2 separate regions of the Sus scrofa genome follow, and region 2 is linked to region 1. A link is a contact called in public HiChIP or PLAC-seq data. All regions are on one chromosome and are shown on one strand. Each heading gives the region's core, a stretch centred on a gene start, on an enhancer-like site or on the middle of the called end of the contact. The rest is flanking DNA. Distances are from core to core; before and after follow the strand shown.

Evidence for each region. HiChIP or PLAC-seq counts read pairs in DNA pulled down with a chosen protein or histone mark.
Region 2: an H3K27ac HiChIP or PLAC-seq map of alveolar macrophages shows a contact between it and region 1. The contact joins two enhancer-like sites. A contact is called at or near these places in 1 of 47 Hi-C or Micro-C datasets (adipocytes) and 1 of 2 datasets of contacts at active chromatin or transcription factors (alveolar macrophages).

Annotation. Positions count from the first base shown.
Region 1 is chr10:1,840,899-1,847,655 of Sscrofa11.1, forward strand. No RefSeq gene overlaps it. Among named protein-coding and RNA genes, the nearest start is that of RGS18, 300 kb to the left of the region's middle. Within about 2 kb of position 4,108, at least 5 of the 83 cell types and tissues checked have an H3K27ac peak or open chromatin away from gene starts, as enhancers often do. A contact at or near this core is called in alveolar macrophages, where this site is marked.
Region 2 is chr10:1,989,294-1,996,050 of Sscrofa11.1, forward strand. No RefSeq gene overlaps it. Among named protein-coding and RNA genes, the nearest start is that of RGS18, 450 kb to the left of the region's middle. Within about 2 kb of position 3,513, at least 3 of the 83 cell types and tissues checked have an H3K27ac peak or open chromatin away from gene starts, as enhancers often do. A contact at or near this core is called in alveolar macrophages, where this site is marked.

The sequences.
Region 1 (6,757 bases), core at 2,858-5,357:
GTGGATTTATTGTTGTGAACATATAGCAGGGTATTGTTTATTTGATTTCTATCTTGTGTATTTGTTTTGTATTTTATATATTTTTAATCTACTTTGGAAATGTCTTTTAATGGGTATTATGTAGGTCATTCTAATTTAAAGTAATTTTTGATAAAGCTGGATTAATAGCTAGCATGTTTAAAAAAAAAATCTTGTAGTAAAATGCACCTTATAGAAAATTTGAACATCTGAATCCTTTTAAGTGTATAGGTTAGTAGTGTTATATATATTCTCATTGTTGTGCAAAGTTCTCTAGAACTTCTTAATCTTCCAAAGCTGAAACTTCCTATCCATCAAACAATACTGTCCATCTCCACTGTACCCAGACCCTGGCAACCAGCATTCTACTTTGTATTTCTATTGATTCGATGACTCTAGATATCTCATATAAGTGAAAAAATACTGTATTTATCTTCTCGTGATGAATTTATTTCACTTAGCATAATCTCCTCTGTTAGCCATGTTGCCGCATTTGCGAGAATTTCCTTCCTTTTAAAGGCTAATTAACATTCCACTGTATGTATATGCCCCATTTTTGTTTTTTCATTCATCTATGAAAGGATTCTTGGGTTCCTTCTACGTCTTGGCTACTGTGAACAGTGCTTCTATGACTATGCATGTACAAATATCTGAGACCCCGCTCTCAGTTCTTTTGGATATTTGCGCAGAACTGGAATTTTGGGATCATGTGGTAATTCCATTTGTAATTTTTTTGAAAAATTGCCCTACTCTTTTGCACAGTGGCTTCACCATTTCACATTCCCACCAATTGCATACAGGGGTTCCAAACTCTCCTCGTAGTCACTAATCCTTGTTAGTAGCCATCCAAGTGGGTGTGAGGTGGTATTTGTAGTGTTGATAGTAGTATTTCCATTATGATTAGTGATGTTGAGCATCTATTAGTATGTTTGGTGGTCATTTGTGTATCTCTTTGGAGACATGTCTGTTCAAATCCTTTGCCTGTTTCTGAACTGGGTTGTGTTTTGCTGCATTTTAGGTTTTCTCTATATATTCTAGATACTGTGTCTTTATCCAATATATGATTTGAAAATACTTTTCCCATTCTATGGACTCCCATTTTACTTGGTTTATAGTGCCCTTTGATGCATGAAACGTTTTAATTTTGAAGTTCAATTAGTCTATTTTTTTGTTACCTATGCCTTTAGTGTCATATCCAAGGAATTATTGCCAAATAAAATGTCAGGAAGCTTTTTCCCTGTGTCTTCTTTTAAAGCTTTACATATTATGTTTAGATCTTAGACCCATTTTGAGTTATCTTTTATTTTTTTTAAGTGCTGCACCCATGGCATATGGAAGTTCCCCAGCTAGAGGTTGAATCGGAGCTACAGCTGCTGGCCTACACCGCAGCCATGGCAACGCAGGATCCAGGATCCGAGCTGCATCCATGACCTACACCAGAGGTCACAGCAAGGCCGGATCCCCAACACACTGAGGCCAGGGGTTGAACCTGCATCCTCATGGATACAACTTGGATTCAATTCCACTGCAACACAATGGGAGCTCCCCATTTTGAGTTAATTTCTGTATCTCATATAAAGTAAGGTTCCAACCTCATTCTTATGCATGTGGAAACATTTCCCTACATCATTTGTTGAAGAATTTCTACTGTGTCTTGAGCTATTTGCATTTCATCTGTATTTGTTTTTTCCCCCTCTATCATTTTCTGTCTTCTTTGTTTTGGGTACTTCATAAAATAACACTTTTAGGTTCTTTCTTATCATATCATTGATACTTTGAAAATTTGTTAGAACTTTCCCTGCAATTTGAGATATATGTGTATATATAGTTTATTATATTATTACTATAATAATAGTTAACTAATACTAACTAATGATAAATATATATAAAATATATATATTAACTGATAATAATTTTCCTTCAAATAAGTTATTTTTCTTTAAGTATAGTACAAGTATCTTAAAAGAGTTTTCTCAGCAGCTCCCTCCTTCCCCTTTGGACATTTCAGTCATTCATTTTATTTATCCATACACTATAATCATTCAATACACTGTTGTTATAAGCAGTTGTCTTCTTGATTCACAATAACAATTCTGAAGGACTTTTTTAAATTTTTCTTTCGGGACAGATTTGCTGACCATGAACTCCCTGTATGTCCTACTTTTTCATTAAGATTAACTATAGGGGGTTGAAATGAGGTCTTCCCTCTGCTAGATATCCTCCTGCCAATTCTCCCTCTTCTTACATAAGATGCCATTTGCATGATTTATTTAACTGCGTAATTGAATAAGGCGGTAATGATGGATTTTTGAGTACAAAAAACTAATTTATTATGGGGAAAAAAATGCCAGAATTAGAACATGAACGTCCCTGGAGAATATCTGTAAAGGAATACTATCTTATTAATTTATTTCATTATCTCAAATAAAGATTTTGGTGCTGTGGGAATAGAGCACTGAAAATCCTGTAAAGAATCAAAGGGAGAAAACGCTTTTTTTCCTAGACTAGGAAATGAATCATCACTTGTCCTTAAGTGCCTATATTTTAGAATAAGCAAAAGGTAAAATTAAAAAAAAAAAGATTTAGTATTGAATAAATGTGTACTTAAAGCACAAGATAAAGAAATAGGTTGAGAAGAAAAGAAAAAGACGGGGAATAAATTAATATAGTTACAGTAAGACAGTTAATATAAGCAAAGTCTCTAAAAAGGGAAAAGGATACTAAGTACACTCTAAGATGAGGCAAATGAATCTTACTCAAAAGTATATGTAAGAAATAGAAGGAAAGGTAAGTCACCAGATACTTTGTTCCTATTTAATCTCAACCAAGACCAAACGTAAAACACATACAAGAGTGAAGATACAATTGTGAAAAAAAGAATCCAAAATTTTAAAGATAAAAACACAAAACTCAAGATACTTTTAAGACATAAGACAATTTAAAATGTATGCTTTAAGAAAAAAAAAAAAAAAAAAGACTGTAGGATAATGAAAATGTTACCAGCTCAGATTCTTACCAGAAAGACGGTGAATGGAAAAATAGTAACTGCAGAGAGCTGTTCAACATGTAAAAGTGAGAATGAGGCAAGAGTCAGACAGCAGGTTGATAACCTATAGGCCCTCATGCTTATTGTCGTCAGTGGTTTGCAGTTGACTACGGTAGGATCTGAAGGGTGAGATTCTTCTGAGGAAAGGCAAGAAAAGTGAAGGCGCGGGGACTGGAAAGCCTGCTCTGTCTGCTTAATGAGAGCAGAACCCACGCTCTCAGGCTTCCAGGAGGAGTGTGGGCTTGGGTACGTCTGTGGCGTGTTTGAGCATCACAGACTCCAGACAACCTGTTCATTAATCAGTATAGAGACTGCAGACTTCGTGGTTTCAGGTTTCCATTTTTGTTCAAATGTCATGTAATTTTTCATGTGAATCAAGTAAATAGAAAAAGAAAAAAATAGAAAAGTGTGTCCCTAAAATGATGAGTAAGAACCAGGAAAATAGGCTCATAAAATGGTGACAATTACTGTGCCATGTCTCATGAAATTGACTTTCTTCAGAGCAACATTTCACAAATGGACCTTTTTTTAGTAAAAGGAGGTGACTGACAGTTGTTTGCTCCCAGTGCATCTCACGCTGGTTTTCTAAGAACACCAGGGTCCTGTGTAGCGAACTCCCACTGTTCCTGCGGTAAGTGGCCACGATGCTGAGGCTTGACTGCCCCTCCAGTGGCGCCGACTTCCTTCCAGTGATGGCTCGCACGTGTGGCTGAACGTGTTTGCGATTATAAACTAAGTGATTCTTAAAGAAATAACTCTTCCACGACAAATGTGTGACGATTAACTACGCCCAGAGCTCTGCTCAGCACGTTACGAACTTCCCAACTTCAGCTTGATTTCTCTGCTGGATCCTCCCTGCGAGAATAAACAGCCAGACTGGACCATTTAATAGCCTTTCCTCACCAGTCTGATTGCTGATGACAGGATGTGGGATGAGATGTTTCAGGAAGAGTCAGAGACTTTTGACCCTTTTACGGCTGTTTTCTGGCCTCTTACTTAAATGATTTGTGAGTTATGCTCTCCGTTGAAACAGGGAGTGGTTGTGCAAGAGAGTACTGTTGACACACTTGGAAGTGACTAAATGAGCCAAGTATGGGTTCAGGAGGAGGCCTCTGGAGTCAAAGCGTTTTGTCCAAAAGGCTTTGCTCAGGAGGGCACCTGCCATTAAGCTGTTCATTCACTGAGTGGTTTTCTGCTCCTTATTTTCTGTTTGTCAATCACCGTACGCTATAGTGAAGCACGCAGCTCCGTAGCATGGAGTGTGCGTTTAGTTTTCTCAATAAAAGCTGTCCTCTCGGGCTGGGATTTGTGAAAAGTCTCTGGTGAGACATCATGGCAAAGGGTATAAGAACATGAGTTTTTGGCCCTTTCTTTTCCATTTCCTCACACCGACCTCAACTTAGCCAATAATAGGTTAAGCATAAGCTATGATTTCAATAATATTACCACAGAAAATGCTATGTTGAAATACATCTATCTTAACCAAAATGTTTTAATTTTTTAATATTGAGCAACTACTCATCTACACTCTTGAAAGTTTTTTATTTTTCTCCCACCGACTTGCCTGAATTATATCAACCATTTATTTATTTATTGACTGAGGCTGCGCCTGTGGCAGCAACTCTTTTTGAACAATAGTTTAAACGATTAATTTAAAATGCTGTTTCTGTTGAGTGATTTTTGTGTTTCTAAAGTAATTACGGAAAAGTAAATTATTTTTTGAAAAAGATACTTGTACAGTCATCAAGTCCCCACGTACTATTTTTGTATTGGTGCAAATGGCCAGTGGTAAAATTCTTTCTCCGTTGCTTTCTATATCAGCATGTCCCCATTCCCAACAAGGGTAATCATTATCTGTGCTGGCCGCTTCTAATCTTGCCCTGAGTTTTCCTCTTCGGTAGCCACTTGTGATTCTCTTCTTTTTTTATTTATTGTATATTTCTCATTGTTTCTTCTCACAGAATATCGCTTTCACAGGAGTATTCTTACTATGTCAATATGTCGGTGTGGTTTTTCTCTTGACCGGGCAGCTTAGTCTTTTTGCTGGAACAGTGGACATAAGAAACGAGCAGAATCATAAGGCAATTTGTGTACTTTAAAACATTGTTTTCTTTCAAAAACACAGAAGCATCTAGTGTATAAACGTACTGTTGAATGGATACTCAAAGGGTGAACACATCTGTTGGAGCATCCCTCAATAAATGCACCTGAAGCCACCTTGACGCCCTCTCTCAACTACTCTCCTCCCTTTCCCCAAGCTGAACAGCACGCATCACAGTGTACTTTTAACAACTTTTTATGCGCGGGAATGTAATAACATGTTATCTTATGTCTTTTTTGACTCATTATTTTATTGGAAATTAGTCTACAGACATACTTTGTATGCCATGGTGGGTCATTCATCGTTGTTGCCCTAAAACATTCCGTTGCATGAATGTACTATAATGTATTTATGTATCCTGTGATCGATAAGTGGCTGGGTTTCCAGTTTTGAGCTGTTTTCTAATAATGCTATTATAAACCCCGAGGGCTTATATTTTGATGTGCAGGTGCATATAATTCTGTGACACACTTGGGAGCACAGTTGCTATGTTACAAGCTAGGCATTTCTTCAGCTCTCGTGAGCAGTGTCAAAACGTCTTCCAAAGTGGTAGTGAACCTTTATAGTTCCACCCGCAGTGTGTGAAAGTTCCTGTTGTTCCTGTTCGCCTCATCCACACTTAATAATGACACACTTTTTTTGAGTTTTTATTGAGACATATCACATAAGGAAAACTGAAAATTTCAGGTGTGAGCATGGATGGTATTAAGAGACTATTAATAGCGTTGCAAGGAATCTGGCTCTTGGTTAAAATCCTCTGCGATTTTTTTTTTTTTTGAGGCCCGACCACAGACAATGACGAAAGCAAGCCCACGGGAGAAAGTCACCCTCCCACACGAGCACTGGTGCACAGCTAGAGCCCTGCGGGGTCTGCAGTCCAAGGTCTCAGAGGCCCCTCCCAGGCCGTCCATGCTCTTAGCAACCTTGGGTTCCTAGCCCAGATGCCTTCATTTCTAGGGATTTTAACCCAGGCCCTTGGACAGAAGTCTTCATCAGAGGAAGATCAGCCTCCTTACTGGAGTTGAGAACGAAGAGGAAATCTGAAGCCTCTTTCCTACTCATCATCAGTGCCCACGACTTTTCCAGTGCTAACCCTAACCCCTCACCCCTTCCTCCAGCCTCATAGTTGATAAAAGTTAGAGACCTGTCTGGGGATCCCACAACAGGGAGGGGAACCCCACGTCTTCCCTGGTTCACCTGGCCTTTGGCACGACATTCCATGAGGGAAAATGAAGCAGAGGGAATGGGTGTTTTCTGAAGTTTAAACTGGTGCTTAGTATACCATCCCAGTAAGGGATTAAATGCTTAACTCTTTCATTTCTACCTTATTGTCTTAACTAGCTCCTGTAGCACCTGCCAGCGCGAGGAGCACAGCAAGGAGCACCTCCCTCTGCCAGCCTGGCTGACCTCCTGACATGCTACTTTACCAACTAGATACAGGGATGGCTGCCTTTAAAAAGTGCATGTGACTTAAATTAATTAAATAAACCAATTATATATTGAGCTCAATGAAACGATTTAGAGCTACATATATGGATAAAAATCCATCTGTGCTTTTAAGGAGAAACATAATAAAACCATCCATCACCCAG
Region 2 (6,757 bases), core at 2,263-4,762, 150 kb after region 1:
CCCAGTTATTATCTCCCGTCATGTATTTGTAAATGTGAGGGTTTATTTCTAGGCTCCTGATTCTGTTCCATTGGTCAGTTTCTTTCTTTTTTTCTTCTTTCTCTCTTTCTTTTCTTTCTTTCTTTTTTTTTTTGTCTTTTTAGGGGCAAACCTGTGGTATATAGACTTTCCCAGGCTAGGGGTTGAATAGGAGCTATAGCCACTGCCTGTGCCACCGTTGCAGCAACTCCATATCTGAGTCGTATCTGCAATCTATACCACAGATCATGACAACTCTGGATCCTTAACCCACTGAGCAAGGCCAGGGATCAAATCTGCATCCTCATGGATACTAGTCAGATTCATTTCTGCTGAGCCATGATGGAAACTCCCCATTGGTCATTTTCTCCTTTTTTGTCATTACCATAATGTTTTAATGACTATAACTTTGTAATATAGTTTCACATTGGGAAGTGTGATGCCTCCAGCTCTGTTCTTCTTTCTAATCACCTTTGGCTATTCAGAATATTATGCTTTCCTAAGAATTTTAGGATTGTTCTATTTTTGTGAAAATGGTATTGGAATTTTGATAGGGATTGCATTCAATCTATACATGGCTTAGGGTATTATGGACATTTTAACAATATTAACTTTTCTGATCTATGAACATGGGCTGTCTTTTATATCTTAAAATTTTCAGTGTACAAACCTTTCACTTCCATGGTTAAATTTATTCCTGAGGATTTTATTGTTTTTGGTGCTATTTTGATGTAACTTTTTTATTAATTTTTTCAGATATTTCAGTGTTAGTGTATAGAAACAAAAATAAATTATACTTGTTGGTTTCGTATCTCATAACATTGCTGAATCTGTTGATTACTTCCAATAGTTTTGGAGCAGAAACCTTAAGGTTTTCTGTATATAAGATCATTCCATCTTCAAACAGAGATGTTTTTACTTTTTCTAATGTGGATGAGTTTCCTTTGTCTTTCCTGATTGCTCTGTCAGGGATTTCCAGTACTATATTGAATAGGAGTAGTGAGAGTGGCACCCTTGTCTTAATCCTGAACTCAGAGGAAAAGCCTTCAACTTTTATCATTGTGTTAGCTGTGACCTTGTCATTTATGACTGATACTATGTTGAGATATGTTATTTATATCTCCAATTTGTTGATTTTTAACATGAAAGGATGTTGAAGAAATACTTCATATGTGTGTTTGTCAAATGCTTTTTCTGCATCTCTTCAGATGAGCCTGTAAGTTTTGTCTTTCATTCTATTAATGCTATATCTCACATCTGTTGATTTACATATATTGAACCATCCTGCATCCCAGGGATCAGTACCTCTTGATTATGGTGTATGATCCTTCTAATGTGTTGTTAAATTTAGTTTACTAATATTTTGTTGAGGATTTTTGCATCTGTAGTTATCAGGTACATTGGCCCATTGTTTTCTCATAGTACCTGTATCCTGTTTTGGGATGAGGTAGTTTTGGTCTCATGAAATAATTTTTGGAGTATTCCCTCCTCTTCAGTTATTTTAAAGTTTGATTAATTTTTCTTTACATGTTTGGCAGAATTAATTTTTCTTTACATGTTTGGTAGAATTCACCATGGATACCATTGGGTCCTGGGCTTTCCTTCAGTGGAAAATCTTTGATTACCAATTAAATCTCCTTACTTGATATCTGTCTGTTCAGATATTCTATTTCTTCATAATTCAGCCCTGGTAAGTTTTATATTTCTTGGAACTTAGCCATTTCTTTTCAACTAAATAATTTGTGGGAATGTAATTTTTCATAGTAGTCTCTTACAGTCCTTTTTATGTGTTAACAGCTATGAAATCTCTGCTTTAATTTCTATTTTTTTAGTGTTCCCTGTTTTTTATTGTACAGTTAATGTTTTCTCCATTTTTGTATCTTTTACAAAAAAAATTGTGGTTTTATTTTTTCTATTTTTTTCTGCTCTGATCTTTGTTATTTCCTTCCTTATGCTAACTTTGGACTGATTTTTTTCTAGTTTCTTGAAATGTAAAGTTATATTGCTTTTTGGGATCTTTGTTTTTTCTTAATGTAAGCGTTGATCACATAAACTTATAGAATCACTTTTTTTTTCTTTTTTTTTTTTTTGTCTTTTTAGGGTTGGAGCCATGGCTTATGGGGGTTCCCAGGCTAGGGGTCTAATCGGAGCTGTAGCCTCTGACCTACACCACAGCCACAGCAATGCAGATCCAAGCCGTGTCTGTAACCTACACCACAGCTCATTGCAACGCCAGCTCCTTAACCCACTGAGCAAGGCCAGGGATTGAACTTGCAACCTCATGGTTCCTAGTCAGATTTGTTAACCACTGAGCTGCGACAGGAACTCCTAGAGTCACTTTTACTGTATCCTTTAAGTTTTAGTATGTTGCATTTTCATTTTTTTCTATTTCAAGATACTTTTTAACATCCCTTTGGATTTCTTATTTGACACATTGTTTCTGAATTTTCCAGTTTCTCTTCTTGATTTCTAGTTACATATTTTTGTGGTTAGAAAAACTAGCTCGTATAATTTCTGACTTTTTAATTTGCTAAGTCTTGTTTTGTGATCTATCATCTGACATACCCTGGAGAATGTTTCTTGTGTGCTTAAGAAGAATGTGTATGCTGCCATTGTTGGATGGAACGTTCTGTATGTGTCTGCTAGGTCTATAGTATACAAGGTATAAATCAAGTCCAACATTTTCTTGTATTGATTTTCTCTCTGAATGATCTATCCATTGTTGAAAACAGGGTAGTGCCGTCCCCTCCTTTTACTGTAGTGTTGTCTATTTCTCCCTTAAGTTAGTCACATTTGCTTGATATATTTAGGCACTCTGGTGTTGGGTGCTTTCTTCTTCTGGGCCAAGAATATTTTGCAGATTGTTTTCTCTTGATGGTATTCCACTGATCACATAGGCTTTCTTCAACCTCTTTCATTTTTTTTTCTTCTCTGACTGAACAATTTAAAAGGTCCTGGCTTGTAATTCATAGATTATTTTATGCTTGATCTATTCTAATTTTGGTGCTCTCTATTGCATTTAAAATTTTATCATTGTATTCCTCAGTTACAGAATTTCTCTTTGGTTCTTTGATTTCTGACTTTTTAAAAAAAATGTCTCATTTTGTCTGTGTGTTGTTTGTCTAATTTTGTTGAGAGGTCCTTCTGTGTTTTCTTATAGCTTATTGAGAGTCCATAAAGAAACTATTTTGAATTATTTGTCTGATAAATTGCAGGTCTCCATCTCTTTTGGGGTGGCTGCTGGAGGGCTCCTGTGATTCTTTGGTGGTTTCATGTTTCTTTTAGTTTTATACTCATTGAAGTCTTTAATTGCTGCCTTTTCATTTGAAGTAGGAGTTTCTTCCTACCATCTTTACTGACTGACTTGGGAGTAACAATAAATTCCATCAGTTCTGCTAGATGTTCTGAGGCTTTCTCAAACTCTATAGATTGCCTGCTCTACTCTCTTGCTCCCTCTGGTGGCAGAATCCTAAGCTCCTGTGCCTTCACTTGATCTTTGCAGAGCATGATGCCAGGTGCTGGCAGTCTTCATTTTGTTTTCCCTAGAGGGATGCTAAGGTTCGGGTCTGTGGTTTCTCTCTGGCCTGCAGATTTGAGCTCGCGTTGTGCAGGTGCTCACTAGCCATCTGCTGAAGCTCATTCTTACTGTCATTGGGAGCACACATAGGGAGTCAGCCACAGGGAGTGGGGTGTGTGAGGTCTGTGGAGCTCTGGGGGTGCCCATGAGCCCATCAGAAGGGTTTGTACAAAGCCTCCCAGGGGCTGAAGGGCAGGCTTTCATGAACTTCACTGTATTGTTAGTAGGATCCAAGTCTAATGCCCTCCACATGTCCTGTCTGCCACTCTTCCTTCTGCCTTCAGCTTCCCAGTTATGCTCATAGCTTAGTACTGTGGATGGGACAAGAGAGAGAAATCAGCCTCTTTGGCAGTGTCCTGCACAACAGGGCAGTCCAGGTACTCACATGCTGTCAGTTTCTTCTGCTGGGGAAATGTGAGCTTAGAAGGTCTCTCTTGCACTCAGATGTGCTGTCTTGGGAGAGGAAGGACATTGCTACAATCAAATTCTCTCTCTTATACTCTTCATAATTTTTTTTGTTGTGATGTTGTTTTGTAACTTCCTGCTGGACTCTAGGCTTCTACAGAAGCACTCATCCCTCGGAGATTGTTAAGACATTATTCCCCAGGGGCTCCCAGACCATGGCTGGGAAGGGCTAGAGCCAATTCATCGACCACTGTGTGGTCCACAGCCAGGAATGAGGTCTGTTTGATCATTACCTGATGCACAGGTGGACAAGGCTCTTTTGGAATGCCTTGGCATATGGTCTTGGATCTCACAGTTTCCACAAAAGCATTTTACCTATGGAAAGATGCCAAATTGTTGTTGAGAGGGGAATAGCAGCGAGAGATGTCTCATTTGACTATTTTGCTGAGTCACTTTTTCCAGCTTTCTAATCCATCCTTATTTGTGAATAGTAATGTTACCTACCACAGGAGTTCCCTGGTTGTCTAGTGGTTAAGGATTCAGCATTGTCACGGCTATGGCTTGGGTTTGATCCCTAGCCCAGGAACTTCTGTATGCAACAGGCATGGCAAACAAACAAAAATAAACCCAACAACAACCCTTCTCCCTCAAAAAAAGAAACAAAACCAAGTCATGTCATCTACCACAATCAACTGATCACATGCAGTTTCACTCATCTCCAAAATGGAAATTGGACACAACTGAACAGTTTGTTCTTTAGCTTATTTCTCTTGGCAATATCTTACGTACAGCTAGAGACACACAAGTAACAGTTTCAATATGCTAGCTAGTTTCCTGACTAAATCTACAGTATTTTAAATATGCATATTCAAATTCCAATTTACCTTAGGCAACATTTTTGCCAATATTTTTGCTTTTGAGCACATAGGTCACCTTTTGTCTAGTTTGTGATAGAAGTTTCACCATTGCTTTCCCAGCCTCTTCTTAAGACCAGCCCTAATGCCAGGTACTGGTTTTTTGTATTATTTATTTATTTCTTTATACCAAATGACACCAAGACTTAATGGCTTAAAATCACAACTGGATATCTTTATACTGATTTCAGAACAGAAAGGGCAAGAGCAAAAGCCCCCATTTGGAAGTCAAACAACTTGACTTAAATGGATTCTGTTTTTTTTTTTTCTTTCTTTTTTTGGCTTTTTGCCTTTTCTAGGGCTGCTCCTGTGGGCATATGGAGGTTCCCAGGCTAAGGGTCGAATCAGAGCTGTAGCCGCTGGCCTACACCACAGCCACAGCAAAGTGGGATCCAAGCCATGTCTGCAACCTACACCATAGCTCACAGCAACGTAGGATCCTTAACCCATTGAGCAAAGCCAGGGATCGAACCCACAAACTCATGGTTCCTAGTCAGATTTGTTAACCACTGGGCCACAATGGGAACTCCTGGATTCTGTTGATAAAAGCAAGTTAAATGGCTAGCTAAGATTTAAGTGGTAGGAAATTGGACCTCCCTGCTTGGTAGCACTTGGTAGAGTTCTAGTTAGTCTTTGTCATTTAAAGTTCTGCTCTTTTGTATGTTCACATTCAGGACTGACTGAATCTTTTATTCTGAGCATTCTTAAATTCTGAGATCTCTCCATTCCCTTTAATTCTTGCTTGCAACTGGTTAATAATTTTTTGTGCTTTTAACTTTGGAGTAACTTTCAAATGTTACCCATGAGTAATCAACTCATGCTGCCAACATTGTTTGCCTCACTTCTTTTCGAAAGTGAAATGCTCATTAAGTCAATTATCTATGACCTGGTTTATCATGTATAGTGGTTTTATCTTATTTTACCATGTATTATAGGGATTCACATTGTCCTGGCCTTCAAAACAGTTGTCTTGCTCTCATTGTGTAAAGCAGAATTCATGGCACATATTTCAGAATTTTTGCTGTAGCTTCACATAGTCCTGATTCACATGTCTACGTCTGTCAGAATCAGCTGTAGCAAGGAATATATTAAAAATCTCGGTGACTTCTAAGAGTGGGGTTTCTCACTCATGCTATCTATCATTCATGTGTCAAAGCGCTCTGCTTTTCAAGGTCACTATGGGATGCAGACAGACGATAAGGCATTTTGTGATTCCATGATCTTTAGAGAAGAGAGAACATGAGAAACCAAATAACCAAATGCTGACTCTTTAAGCTTCGGCCATAAAGTGACACATATAACTTTTGCTAACATATGACGAAAACTCTCTTACTGCTTGTGGTGCCTTAATTATTGTTATTATTTTTACTGTCATAAGAAGGAAGAGAAGAAAGATCTTGGAAAGATGTTTGATGACCATGCCCTTCTTGCTGTCTAGGCTTTTCAAAGCAAAAATGATTTTGTAAGAAGCCTTTCTTTGGTTATGATGTTATCCCTAAGTTACTGAAAAACTTTAGGCCTTAAATATAAATCATTTTATAATAATAATAACAATAGCAGTTTGATTACGAACACAGATTTTATGTCAATATAAAACTGAAATTGGCTTATAGTTATGTTTTCACATAATGAAGGTATTAATTTTGACTCAAATCTTTTAAATTTTTTTTTTTTGTCTTTTTTGTCTTTTTTTTGTTGTTGTTTTGTTGTTGTTGTTGTTGTTGTTGCTATTTCTTGGGCCGCTCCCGCGGCATGTGGAGGTTCCCAGGCTAGGGGTTGAATTGCAGCTGTAGCCACCGGCCTACACCAGAGCCACAGCAACGCGGGATCCGAGCCGCGTCTG